Linked DNA regions of Mus musculus: regions 2 and 3 are each linked to region 1. A link is a contact called in public promoter capture Hi-C data. All regions are on one chromosome and are shown on one strand. The core of a region is the stretch at or near the end of the contact, and the rest is flanking DNA. Distances in the headings are between cores, read along the strand shown.

Region 1 (4,005 bases), core at 892-3,391:
ATAGGGATGGAGAGAGAGGAAGAGGGATGGGGAGTGAAGAAGGGAGAGGAAGAGAGAGCATGAGACACACACACATACAGAGAGAGCATCACACACACACACACACACACACACACACACACACACACACACAGAGAGTTATTAAGCACTATTTCTAAGTTTTTTTTCCCAGAGCAACCAGAAAAATGGTAATACTATTTCTTGAGATAGATAGTTTGTGGGGGAATTGGGTAAGTTTGGTGTACTGGCAAAATGACAGACAGAGATCAAACAAAGCTGTTTAGGATTCCTGGCTGCCACCTAGTAGCCACCTGGTAGCCACTGGCTATTAAGTAATCAAAGCTGGTGAAATAAGCTTACGTTTAGACTTAAAGTGTCACGTTAAATGAGAAAGGTGTGTACGTTTGGAGAAGAAACTACAGGTGAAGTCTAGGCATCCGTTCCAAGCTGCCAACATGCTGAGTACAGATTCAACCCAGCAAAGAAGCAGCAGGGCAGCAGATATGAAGCAGAAAGAAAACAGACAAACAGCATTCTGGAAACCAAGTTAAAAGCACCCTGCAGGAGTGATCATCCACCGCTCTGCCCCCAGAGGATAAGGAGTAGGAACCGGAAATGACCTCTGTGTGAGGCGAAGGTGAAGTGGTGGGTGAGGTTGGGGAGAGGTGGGGATAAAAGGTTGATTAAAGTGAGTTCACCAAAAAAGGAAACGATTGAACACTTGCCTGGGTCAAGAATGCGAGAGGAGCTCAGGGGACAAGATTGGGAGCTTGAAGCAATCTTTGATATGATAGAAATGTTCCCAGCTTTGATTGACATCTGGGGGAAAGGTTTCAAGAGCTTAAGAAAGGCAGGTAACTAAAAATGAAGGTGTTTTGTTTTGTTTTGTTTTGTTTTGTTTTGTTTTGTTTTGTTTTGTTTTGTTTTGTTTTGTTTTGTTTTGTTTTGTTTTAAAGAAAGAATCAGGGAAGTGAGACAAAGTGAAGTTGCCAAGCTAGCGCAGAGTGAACCCTGTCCCAGTGCAGAGTGAACAGAGCACAGAGTGAACCAAGCCAGCACAGAGTGAAGGGAGAAAGAGAAACAGTGCGGGAACGAGGAGGGAAGCTCTCCCAGCATGCCTGTGCATGTATGGGAACAGGTTGGAATGGAGACACATTTGAGTGGAGGAGAAGGTTAATGAATGACAAGGTGTATTTACAGAGCAAGAAGAAGGCAGACAGGTAGTTGGTAGTCATGGGAGTAGAAAAATGGAGAATTTTCTTTTTGCCATTATTACTTCTAAAATAAATTATTAATCAAAGTTATAAAATGGGGCCCAAAAGGATTAAGTTTGAGGAGAAACGAGAAGACCTGAAACAATGGCTCCCACGCATGAGTGGGAAAACAGATGCGAAGAACATCTGCGATTCGGTTTCCACGTCACGTGATGATAAGGTGCCAGGTGAGCCTTTGTTTAAAGTCCCATTGTTTGGACACAGTTAAAGTGTATCATCTGGCAGTGCAGGAGGGAGAGAGAGTTGAAAGAGCATCCGCCGGCATGTTGTGGTGATGAGCTGCAGAGTCTGTGCCGTGTCAGTGATGAGTAAGCCTTCCAAGTGTAATGATTAATAATGGAGGAATAATCTTGCCATTCTGGTGTGTGACACCAGAGAAACCAGAGTGTGGCCACAGGGGAATGAGGAGGGCTGGTGATACACTAAGGTTCTCATGTGAATAAAAGGAAGTGGTGTTGATAGAAGAAAAAGGAACTGAGGGACCAAGTTGTTGCCTATATTTTGTGAGTGTGTGTGTGTGTGTGAGAGAGAGAGAGAGACAGAGACAGAGACAGAGAGACAGAGACACACAGAAAGACAGAGACACACACACAAAGAGAGACGAGACAGAGACAGAGAGACAGACTACATGAATCCACGAGCATCACCAGGCAGAAACTTAGTCGTCGAATTCTCTATCCTTTTTAAGATCCCCGTTCCCAGACCCCACTCCAAGTTGTCTAACTTACCACAGATCAGTAGCAGGAGCCAAGGTAGCATGAGGACCAGGCTGGGGATGGTAACTTGAAGGTGCCTCTCACCAAAAGAAAAAAAAGCAAAACCAGACTACTCACAGAGGTGTCACAGATAACTGCCCTCAGCTTCTCTGAGGTTTGAGGAAGTCGTGGTCGGAAGTTAACCTTCAGCACGAGTTTACAGAAATACAACAAAGCAACCTTGTCCAGTGTTCAGTTCTTCCTCCAGGAAGGCCCCAGAATGGAAGACACTCCTTCCTATGGCATGACTCAATTTCATGACTTGGAGCTTTTGGGTATCAGGAGATGCGGGCTTTCATTTTATAACTTTGATTAATACTTTATTATTAAAATATGAATATTCATGTATCTCAGGGGTTTCCAGTAGATGATCCAGGCTTTAAAGAGTCTCACTGAGCTTGAGTCCTGCCAGATTTCACACCACACACTGCCATCTTTGGTAAGGATATCTATTTAACTATCTGATCAAATGCACTGTCTTTCTCACAAGCTCCTATTGTGGTCTCTCTGTGTCTGACTCAGGAATGGAAGGGAGTATTCGCAGGTTATGTTCCGTGTCTGCTGCTATTGTATATTCTGATTTATATAGGGTCCAGCCATTCATATAGATATTTCCCCATGTTTAAAATTTCAATGTTCCAATAAATGACATGAGCCACTTTTTAAAAAGTCATAGGAAGTCATAGAGTGGAAGAGTTTGGAATAAAATGGAAGACTTGGATATGCACCAATTAGCCTCTGTGTACTGGAAAAGGCTCACCGTCATCACTAACTCTTGTATTTGTGTGACACCCTTCTTCCCTTACCCCAGTCAAGGGTAGGCAATTCCTGCTGTTGCTTCCTTTAGCATCTATATCACCCTTTCTCTGTCACCTGAAGCTTGTATGTGAGTCTCATTATGGATTACAGGGGAATAAACTATTTTATTTTTCCCATTTCTTGAATCTTTTATCATCTAATATTAAGATGATTTTTGACAAAGGTAAACTGATACAAATGCAATCATAGTAATTGTTCTACATTATTTGCATCATCTCAACATTGAGTGAGTGAGTGTGTGTGTGTTATTAAACATGGGGCCACAACATACACCTTGGGATCACGGTCTGCACTCTGAGGTTGCTGTCTGCACCCTGGGGTCACAGTCTGCACTCTGGGGTTTCCATCTGCACCTTGAGGTCAGAGTTTGTACCCAGGGATTGCAGACTGCACACTGGTGTTGCTGTCTGCACTCTAGGGTCGGCATACACCCTGGGATCACAATCTTCACCTTGTGAATGAGAATTGCTGGAAAGAAACCGTGCCTCAAATGCTGATTGACTGACTAGACCTTCAGTGATGTGGAGAGGTTGGAATGTTCCAAATCCAGGGGCAAATTATCTTGGGCATCTTTATCCCTCTTAATAACAACCTACTGATTGCTTTTGTACATGAACCAACCCCTTTTGTCACCATCATGTAAATCCTTTGGGAATGTACAAATAGAATGTTTCACCAACAAAATAGCTAACAATTCTATCAGGCTTCCCATCTCTGCTATAACCCGCCTACCTGATGCATTTGAAAGTGTGTTACTTTACGGTTTTTTTGCTGTTCCTATAAAAAGTTAATGAAATTGATACCTTGTTGGAGCATGGTATTTGGAGAAAGAATCTGAATCTGTGTTTCTGAGCCATGATTGCTCATATTCACTCCAGAAAACAATCTCTTTATTCCTTTGAGATAGGATCTCTTTCCTTCCTCAACAAGCCTATGAAGCCAGGTTCAGCCAGAGAGTCCCTATTCCATTGTCTCTCAGAGATCGGGGGATGGGCTGGCTTTGCTACATTCCTGGTTAGAAAATGCTAGTCAGCTGCAGCCACTCACCCTCAGTAAGTCACTTAAAACAACCATATAAAGCAAAAAGCAGAAAAAGAACTTTAATTCAATGTGCCCATATTAGGAGGGATAAGAGAAACACTGACCTCCCCAGTCCG
Region 2 (4,005 bases), core at 1,057-3,556, 59 kb before region 1:
ACAGAATATATAATTACGGATGGATGGAGAGAGGCTGGGATGGGAGGATCTCATGGGGAGGGAGGGGAGGGAACTGAGTGAGGGAACTCAGGGAGAGACAGCTAAAGTTAAGGAGTATTTGAGGGTTAGTATGGAAAATTAATGCAGTAGAAACTTCCTAAAATATATACATATATGGAGGAGGTCTCAATGAAAGCACCAAGTATTACTAGTGTTAAAAAACAAGATAGAAATGTAGTGAGTGTCTGCTAATGATGTGCTGCTGCACTTGTAGATCATTGTTCAGCCATCATCAGAGAAGTTTCCTCCTGCAGTAGATGGGAACGAAACCAGAGGACCTGACATTATTGGGGGGGGGGAAGAGAGAGAGAGAGAGAGAGAGAGAGAGAGAGAGAGAGAGAGTCTCTCTCTCTCCCCTCAGAGCTCAGGAAAGGGAACCAGTAGGGACGGAGGACACCGGGAAATAAGGCCCTCTAAATCAACATAAGCAGAGGTTACCAGGACTCACAGAGACTGATGCAGCGTGCGCAGGGCCTGCATGGATCTGCACCAGGTCCTCTGAGCATATATTATGGCTTCCAGGTTTGTGCTTTTAATGGGAGCCCTAAGCATGAGAACGAGTGGGGCTGATTCTTGTGCCTGCTCTTAGACTCCTTTTTTTCTGTTGGTTTGTTTTGTTCAACTTGGATGTGATAGTTTTTGTATTATCTTACTTATTATATTTTTTGTTCTTATCTCTTAGAAGCCCGTTGTTATCTAATGAGAGTCAGAAAGAGAGTGGATTCACATGGTAGGGGAGGTGGGGAGAAAGTGGGAAGAGTAGAGGGAGGGAAATAATCAGGATGTATTATGTAAGAAAAAAATCTATTTTCAATAAAGAAAAAAGGAAGGAAGGAAGGAAGGAAGGAAGGAAGGAAGGAAGGAAGAAAAGAAAGAAGAAAGCTTGTTAAGTGGCTAGTAGGTGACAACACAGATTTGAATCCAAACTCTAACCTTAGCTCACAGCACACTGTATGAACACCTTCCTGTCCTGTCCTGTCCTCCCCTCCCTTCTTCTTCCCTCCTTTCCCCTGCCTTCTTAAGTACTTCTTAAGTTTGGATATGCTTCTGTTTCTGATGGGCCTTGCCCTATCTGTTGCTTAGTCTGATCACCTGACTGGTATGTAGATGGTTATGGTTATCTGTCTGTGCCATCCACTGGGATTTTATTTTACTAGAATTGTGTTTCCCAGCTGTTTCTTGTGCACTGGCTTTGCTGAGAGCTTTTTTTTTTTTTTTTTGGTGTTTTCCCTTGTGGGCACAAAACAACCCTCCGTCCTCAGCATTGCATACAATGCTGTGCATAGATGGCGCTAAGAACCTTTTGTTTGTTTGTTTGTTTGGTTGGTTGGTTTTTGTTTTTTGGTTTTTCAAGACAGGGTTTCTCTGTATAGCCCTGGCTGTGCTGGAACTCACTCTGTAGACCAGGCTGGCCTCGAACTCAGAAATCCTCCTGCCTCTGCCTCCCAAGTGCTAGGATTAAAGGCATGCGCCACCACTGCCCGGCCTAAGAACTTTTTTAAAATAGATGAACCCACATTTAATTCCATTTAAAATTTAGTAAGAAGCAAACCCTTTGTAGGCATGAACTGACAGAAATGCATGCATATCCATGGGCAGTGACATAGCCACTGCTGTAGGTACCTCTCCTTCCTGATTTCCCCTCTTGTACTTAAGGCGCCCAGTCCTGCTCATGGCTCTTGCTAATGTGCAGAAGGAGCTATCATCTTAGGCACAAGACCAGGGTCTAGCCTGTCTACACGGGATTAAAATATAGTTCTCATTTGAATAAAAGAGTTTGAACAAGCAAGTGTGATTTACTTTCTGTGCTTCATAAAGTATTTGTTAAAGAAAAGAAAGCAAGCGAAACTCTAGTGCCATTGCTACCGTTTCTTCCTCTGTCCATTGAAGGATTTTTTTTTCAACCTGTGACTACTTTCTTTGGGCTCAGGAGAGGAAATTCTAAGCTGTACAGTAAAGTCGGGGAACACAGCCTCACACGGGGAAACTGAGGAGCTAAAACTTAAGAGAGTACCAGGCCTGTAGTGGAGAGAGATGCTGTCCGACCCACTCTATCCCCATATTGAGCCATCTACTCACTCACAACCAGTAGAGTCAGCCACATCTGTGTGAACACCACACAGGGTGAGAATGAACCAGACATCTGCTCACAGGTAGTGCTTTCCTCTTGCTCTTGCTCGCAATGGTAGTCACTCACAGCTCCAAGGAGAAATCTGGGGAACTGCTCTTCTAAAACAGTTGAGTGTAACTTGAATCAGAAAAAGGAAGTAGAAGTAGCCGCATTTAATTGTTAATTAGTTTCCTGCCCTACAGACAAAGTGAAAACTTTGGGGTTTAATAATCACATGCTTTCAACACCACATTTTGGCTGCTGGGGAAAGTACCTTAAGGAGATTATGAGAAGATGGTTCTATAAAAAATGGCTGACATTCAGCACTGTCTGAGCATGTAAGCATCAGACGTGATCATGGCTGTGGGATTGTTACGGTAACACCATTAATGGTAAGGTGAGGCTACACATACGTAAAAGGGCAATGCCATCTCAGCTGCTGGGAGAGAGAAAGTGAGATGTGGATTGGAATTTGCAGAGCATCCTTTATGGAGCAGAGGTAAGAAATGAAATGTATGTGTATATGAACAACTCTAAGGGTACCATTTTCTCCTAGAGAATGCACAAAATCAACAGTTGTGTTTGAGAAATTAAGGGGGAAATAGGCATTTCATTTTGTCTTTCTCTGCTGTTTCCCCCTTTAAATTACTGTGTGAATGGATTGCTTTTAAATTTAAATCTAATTTTTTAAAGTTGAGTTTCTATTCTGACATTGTGTCAACAAAATTCCCTGTAATGAAAAATGATAGGTTTTTTTTCTTACAGACAACTTTTCCCATAGTTTCTTTCTAGACTCAGACCTGGATCTTCCCAAAGAGATATTTAATTTCATATTTATCAATGCCTCTGGTATTTATGTCACATCAATATCACTGCGCCCTGAGGAAAACATACAGGGATAAGGAGATTAATCTGTCACAGCTCAGGAGGAGAATTTCAAAAGGAAGCTGAGACAGAAGGGGTGGCTGTGAATATTCTGAGTGTCTCCTGTAGATACGTGCACACATTTCTACTGGGCATACACTTGAGGGTGGGATTCCTGGTTATAGAGCATGCAATACTGTGTTCAGTTCAGACAGTGTTGTTGAATGACTTTCTGATATGACCAAGTCAATGGGAACCCACCAGGCAGCATAGGGGAGCTCATTGCCCCCACCCCCAGCAGAAATGTGCTCACCTTGCACATTTTTTTATTCATTTCAATGAATTATGAGATTCTAACTTTTCATATTATATGGTTTATTAATTTTTAAAAGAGAAGGTATTATTACTATATATCTCTGGATGACTTGGAGTTCATGCTGTAGACTAGGATAACCTTGAACTCACAGAGATTTGCCTGTTTTTGTTTCCTAAGCGCTGGGACTAAAGGTGTGTACCACTATGCCTAGCAGACTTTTTTCATGTTTTAAATGGTATCTTAGGTAACTTTTCTTAAAATGTGAAGTGTTTGTTCAAATCTCTCACCTTTCTCATCTTGTTTTGTACTTCTTTCTATTCGGAAGATAAGTTTTTTTGAGCACATTTGTGAAACATCTTTTCTTACTCTGGCTTCTCTTCTTGGTCATTGCTATTGCCTTCTTATGAATTATTATTTCAGATTTGACATAGAAGAATTTATCAGTCTGTTTTAGGGTTTTGCTGCTGTAAACAGACACCATGACCAAGGCAACTCTTACAAGGACAATGTTTAATTGGGACTGGCTTACAGGTTCAGAGGTTCAGTCCATTATCATCAAGGTGGGAACATGGCAGCATTCAGGCAGGTGTGGTGCAGGAGGAGTTGAGAGCTCTACATCTTCATCTGAAGGCTGCTAGGAGAAGACTGGCTTCCA
Region 3 (4,005 bases), core at 884-3,383, 44 kb after region 1:
GGGTGGATCAGAGATGTTCAGGAAAGCAGCCTTGAGGCACAGAGGACCAGCTGGCACTAGGAAGTGGCTGGCCTCCCCTCTTGCTGCTTCTCTGAGGAATCATAGGGATACCCTCTTTGCTGTCAGTTTTGAATCCCATTGAAAAGAGGAACATGAGTACGGGTTAATGAAGATCAAGTTACTTAAGTATTTGTTACCTAATGCAATGCAGAAATGAAAAACTGATCATGCTAGCAAAAAGCAGGTCAAGTTCTAGCCAACAAAGGGTTATGGCATCTTGCTCATGATTGCATGGCTGGTATGTGGCTGAAGGGAGGTGGGTTGAGCACAGCCCTGGCTCTTTGCCTCTCAGCTGTAATGCTTCATTTTAGGGGCCGGTCCCAGTGAGTCCAGAACAGCCTGGGAAGAGCACACTGGGGACATAAAAATGTTGGGGGTCAGCAGGACACAGCCAGCCAGTAGATGCCACCTAGGCAGCAGGATAGCAAGGCTTTCTCCTGTGGAGGCTTCTCTTGGGCTGCCATCTCCTGTCTGCCTCCATCTTGGACCTCTCACTGCGTGTACCTGCAGAAAAGGAAACTGCTGTGGCTTTGGTGTGACCCCAGGGGAGGCCACAGCCTCCATGTCCTGTGTATTTCTCATCTACCATGATAGCCCAGACCACCAGACCCACTCCTGGGGTTTAAAGTGCATGAGTCTCTTTCCTGGGTGTGATTAGAAGGTTTTTCAAGCACTTTACAGACTGATCCATCTCTGGTATCGATTCCTTAAGTTCTCATTCATTCTCTCCATTTAACCCTTTCTCATGACATTCTGACTCCACATAGTGTGTCTCTATTTCTGATTTTAATCAGCCATTTTCCTGGTTTTGAATAAATCAGGACCAATGGCATGCAACACGAGTTGCTGTCTTAATTTGGTGTCAAATTGTTGGACATTTAATTATGATATGTTTCATCATTTTATAGGGTTTTTATTAGTAAATATTCTTCTTTGACAGTTCCATACACATGTCTAACACATTCTTGTTACTCTTCCGACAGCTTCTCTGGTCAGTCTCCTTTCTTTTTGATAGACACTTTTCTCATATTCATTATCTTTTCTTTTGCTTTGCTTTTCAGTGAATTTAAGTAGGGCTCTCTGTGTGATCCTGAATCTGGAACTATCTATTAGAGCTTCATGTATCCATCAGTAGGCACAAAATTTTGTGTTCTCTCTCTCTCTCTCTCTCTCTCTCTCTCTCTCTCTCTCTCTCTCTCTCTTTCTCTCTCTCTCTCTCTCTCTCTCTCTCTCTCCTAGAATCTGTTAGTTTCCAATAGATCAGCAATAAGATCACAGCAATACAGACCTGTGATTCGGGATGGCCCGACTTGGGTGGGACCAGTACCAGTAGACACAACTATGAGTTCAATATTGCCATGGCTAAGTCATGCTTAAAAGATGGCATATTGCAACTCTTCTCCCTTCCTGCTCCTAAACTCTTTCCAAGCTGATTCTTAAGAGGATGGTGTGAATGCCTTGCTTAGAGCTGAGCTTGTTACCATCCTTTATTTTCAGCATCATGCATAACCATGCATTTCTTTCCACTCACTATAAAGGGAGGCTTTCCTGAAAAAGGCTGAGAGTAATCTTTGTATTACAGAATAAATATTTAGAAGGTGGTTTAATGCTATGTCAGTGCATCTAAACAAGTCTTTGGTGCCCCCTTAGAATCTAAGACTTCTTCAGTTATGCCTATCAGAAGGTACAAAACCCCGCATCCAAAATATGTGATGTCTTAAGGAGGGTCTAATTAACTAGTTATAGTGAGTAACCCAGAATAATAGCAATAGCTTGTATTGTTTTAAGAGCCTCTGAAACCTCTCTGACCAATAACTGAGAAAGAAGTATATCATGTGTGGTATTGTAGTTTTATTTAGTAACCCACAGAACAAGCACTGTCTAGTTTTTCTGCTGTCTGACTTCAAACTCTAAAGTGGGAATTTCTGGTTTCACTGGAGATTCAGTAGTGTCATATGATGCTTTTCTGAAAATTGTCTTATGAGAGGATGTTTTGCTGAGAACAGATACAGAGTGTTTTTCTGGAAGCTGTCTAGTGAAGGGCTTGTGGTGTTTTGCTGAAGTGAACGTTTGAGAGAACATGTGGTGTTTAGTAAGAGTATATATAAGTATAACCCATCAACAGTGGACTACACTCTGACACTGGTTTGCTTTGCTGGTCTTGACCAATGACACTATTGCATTGGTTTATCTTGCTTTCTTATCTCATCTTTTCTTGTTATGACTTCATAGAGAGAAATGCACAAAAGAATTTCTGGTGGTGGTCTGGCTGCTTCTTGCCACTTCAGCAGACCTGGGCCTATTGGTGGAGCCTTGCGGCTTCTGGATCAAGCTACTGCTGCTGATTCATGTTGGTGTTTGCTAGTGGACTGGACTGCTGACAATGAAGATTGGAATTGCCCCCAAAGAACTACTTCTAAACAGATCCACGACCCCTTTGTCCTATCTTTCCTGATCTTTTGTCAGTGGGTTATATGAGAGGTCAAAGTGTTTAAGAACTCTTATTGAAGTCGATTTTGAAAAACATAAGCCTACAAAAGTCTCTTCTGTTTCTTAATTGGGTTGTTAGCAAATTTCTGAATAGTTTTCTCATATCTCCTTCCTCACAGTTTTTTCTTCTCCCCATCTCTCTACCTTACTCCCTGTTTGACCCTTTCCACATCTGATATTACCCCTCTTGACTCTCATTTTACCTGTGTACTATAATACCTCCTCCCTTAAGACCACTCTTCCCAAACACACTGCCTCTTTTCAATGTCTATTCTCAAGTTTCCTGGCTTCTGGAGGTACTCCAAGTTAAACACATAAAACAGAAGACCTGAGGCAAGGATCTAATGAGAGAAAAGATACAGCATTTGTATCTGTGGCTGGGTTACCTTGCTCAACATATTTTTTTTCAGTTCCATTCATTTTCCTACAAATTTCATAGTTTTGTTTTCTTTTTAGCTATAAAGCATTTCATTTGTGTTTATATAGCATATGACATCAATAATACCAGTGTCCACTCTTCAGTTGGTGGACAACTAGGCTGTTTTTACTTCCTAGCTTGTATAAAGAAAGCTATACTGAACAAGAAAGTCCATGTACCTCTATAGTAGGACATAGGCCCTCCGCTGGTACTGTTTTGTCAACTTGACACAGCTAGAGTCATTTGGGAAGAGGGAACTTCAATTGAGAAAATGTCACCACCAGACTGTCCTGTGGGCAAGCCTGTGGGCATGATACATTTTCTAGGTTAATGACTGATGTAGGAGGGCCCAGCTCACTGTGGGTTGTCCTGGAGAGTATAAAAGAGACAGGCTGAGCACATGATAAGGAACAAGTCAGTAAGCATCGCCCCTCCAGGTTCCTGCTTTAGGACCCTGCTCTGACTTTTCTGGATGATGAACTACAAGCTGTAAGATGAAATAAATCCCTTCCTCCCCAAGTTGATTTTGGTCATGATGTTTTATCACAGCAATAGAAAACCTGACTAAGAAAGATCCTTTGAAGTATGTGCCCGGGAGTGGTGTGGCTGGGTCATGTGGAAGATTTCCTCCTAGTGATTTAAGGACACTTCAGACTGATTTAAAAAGTGGCCGAACTAATTCACACTCTGACTAACAGAGTAAAAAAAAAAGTGTTCATCCCCGAGTACCCATGCCAGAGGCTTTTCATTATTTGACTTCTTCCTTCCTTCCTTCCTTCCTTCCTTCCTTCCTTCCTTCCTTCCTTCCTTCCTTCCTTTCTTTCTTTCCTTCCTTCTTTCTTTCTTCTCTTCCTAATTTGATTTCTTGATGATGACCATTCTAAATGAGCTGAGGGGAGAATCTTAGAGTAATTAATTTTTCCTTATTTTTTTAATTTTAATTAAAATATAGTTATATTACTCTCCCCCTCCCTTACTTCCACATAACCCTTTCATGTTCTCTCCCTTCTCCCTTCAACCCTCTATGTCTCCCCTTA

What was found. Promoter capture Hi-C pulls out the DNA fragments that hold promoters and counts their contacts.
Region 2: a promoter capture Hi-C map of macrophages shows a contact between it and region 1, with 7 read pairs. The contact joins the promoter of Fcrl5 here to the promoter of Fcrl1 in region 1. A contact is called at or near these places in 16 of 39 promoter capture datasets (the 3T3-L1 cell line, cranial neural crest, embryonic stem cells and 10 more), 3 of 484 Hi-C or Micro-C datasets (cortical neurons, embryonic stem cells and nephron progenitors), 1 of 115 datasets of contacts at active chromatin or transcription factors (embryonic stem cells) and 2 of 9 other capture datasets (adipose tissue and pancreatic islet).
Region 3: a contact with region 1 is called in a promoter capture Hi-C map of macrophages, with 7 read pairs. The contact joins the enhancer-like site here to the promoter of Fcrl1 in region 1. A contact is called at or near these places in 3 of 39 promoter capture datasets (the C10 cell line, macrophages and pre-B cells), 2 of 15 datasets of contacts at CTCF or cohesin (the NIH/3T3 cell line and large pre-B cells), 7 of 484 Hi-C or Micro-C datasets (CD4 T cells, bone marrow-derived macrophages, liver and 3 more), 5 of 115 datasets of contacts at active chromatin or transcription factors (the 230-238 cell line, CD8 T cells, bone marrow-derived macrophages and 2 more) and 4 of 9 other capture datasets (adipose tissue, bone marrow-derived macrophages, liver and 1 more).

Annotation. Positions count from the first base shown.
Region 1 is chr3:87,374,523-87,378,527 of GRCm38.p6, reverse strand. Fcrl1 (Fc receptor-like 1) reads right to left here and starts at 2,141. Exons shown (of 10, transcript NM_178165.4): 1 at 2,003-2,141. The coding sequence starts at 2,033. Gm31940 (a long non-coding RNA gene) reads left to right here and starts at 925. Exons shown (of 3, transcript XR_867410.3): 1 at 925-1,441; 2 at 2,384-2,468.
Region 2 is chr3:87,434,083-87,438,087 of GRCm38.p6, reverse strand. It overlaps Fcrl5 (Fc receptor-like 5), which reads right to left and starts at 2,306. Exons shown (of 13, transcript NM_183222.3): 1 at 2,140-2,306. The coding sequence starts at 2,203.
Region 3 is chr3:87,330,234-87,334,238 of GRCm38.p6, reverse strand. No RefSeq gene overlaps it. Among named protein-coding and RNA genes, the nearest start is that of Cd5l, 26 kb to the left of the region's middle. Within about 2 kb of position 2,133, at least 8 of the 459 cell types and tissues checked have an H3K27ac peak or open chromatin away from gene starts, as enhancers often do. A contact at or near this core is called in bone marrow-derived macrophages and macrophages, where this site is marked.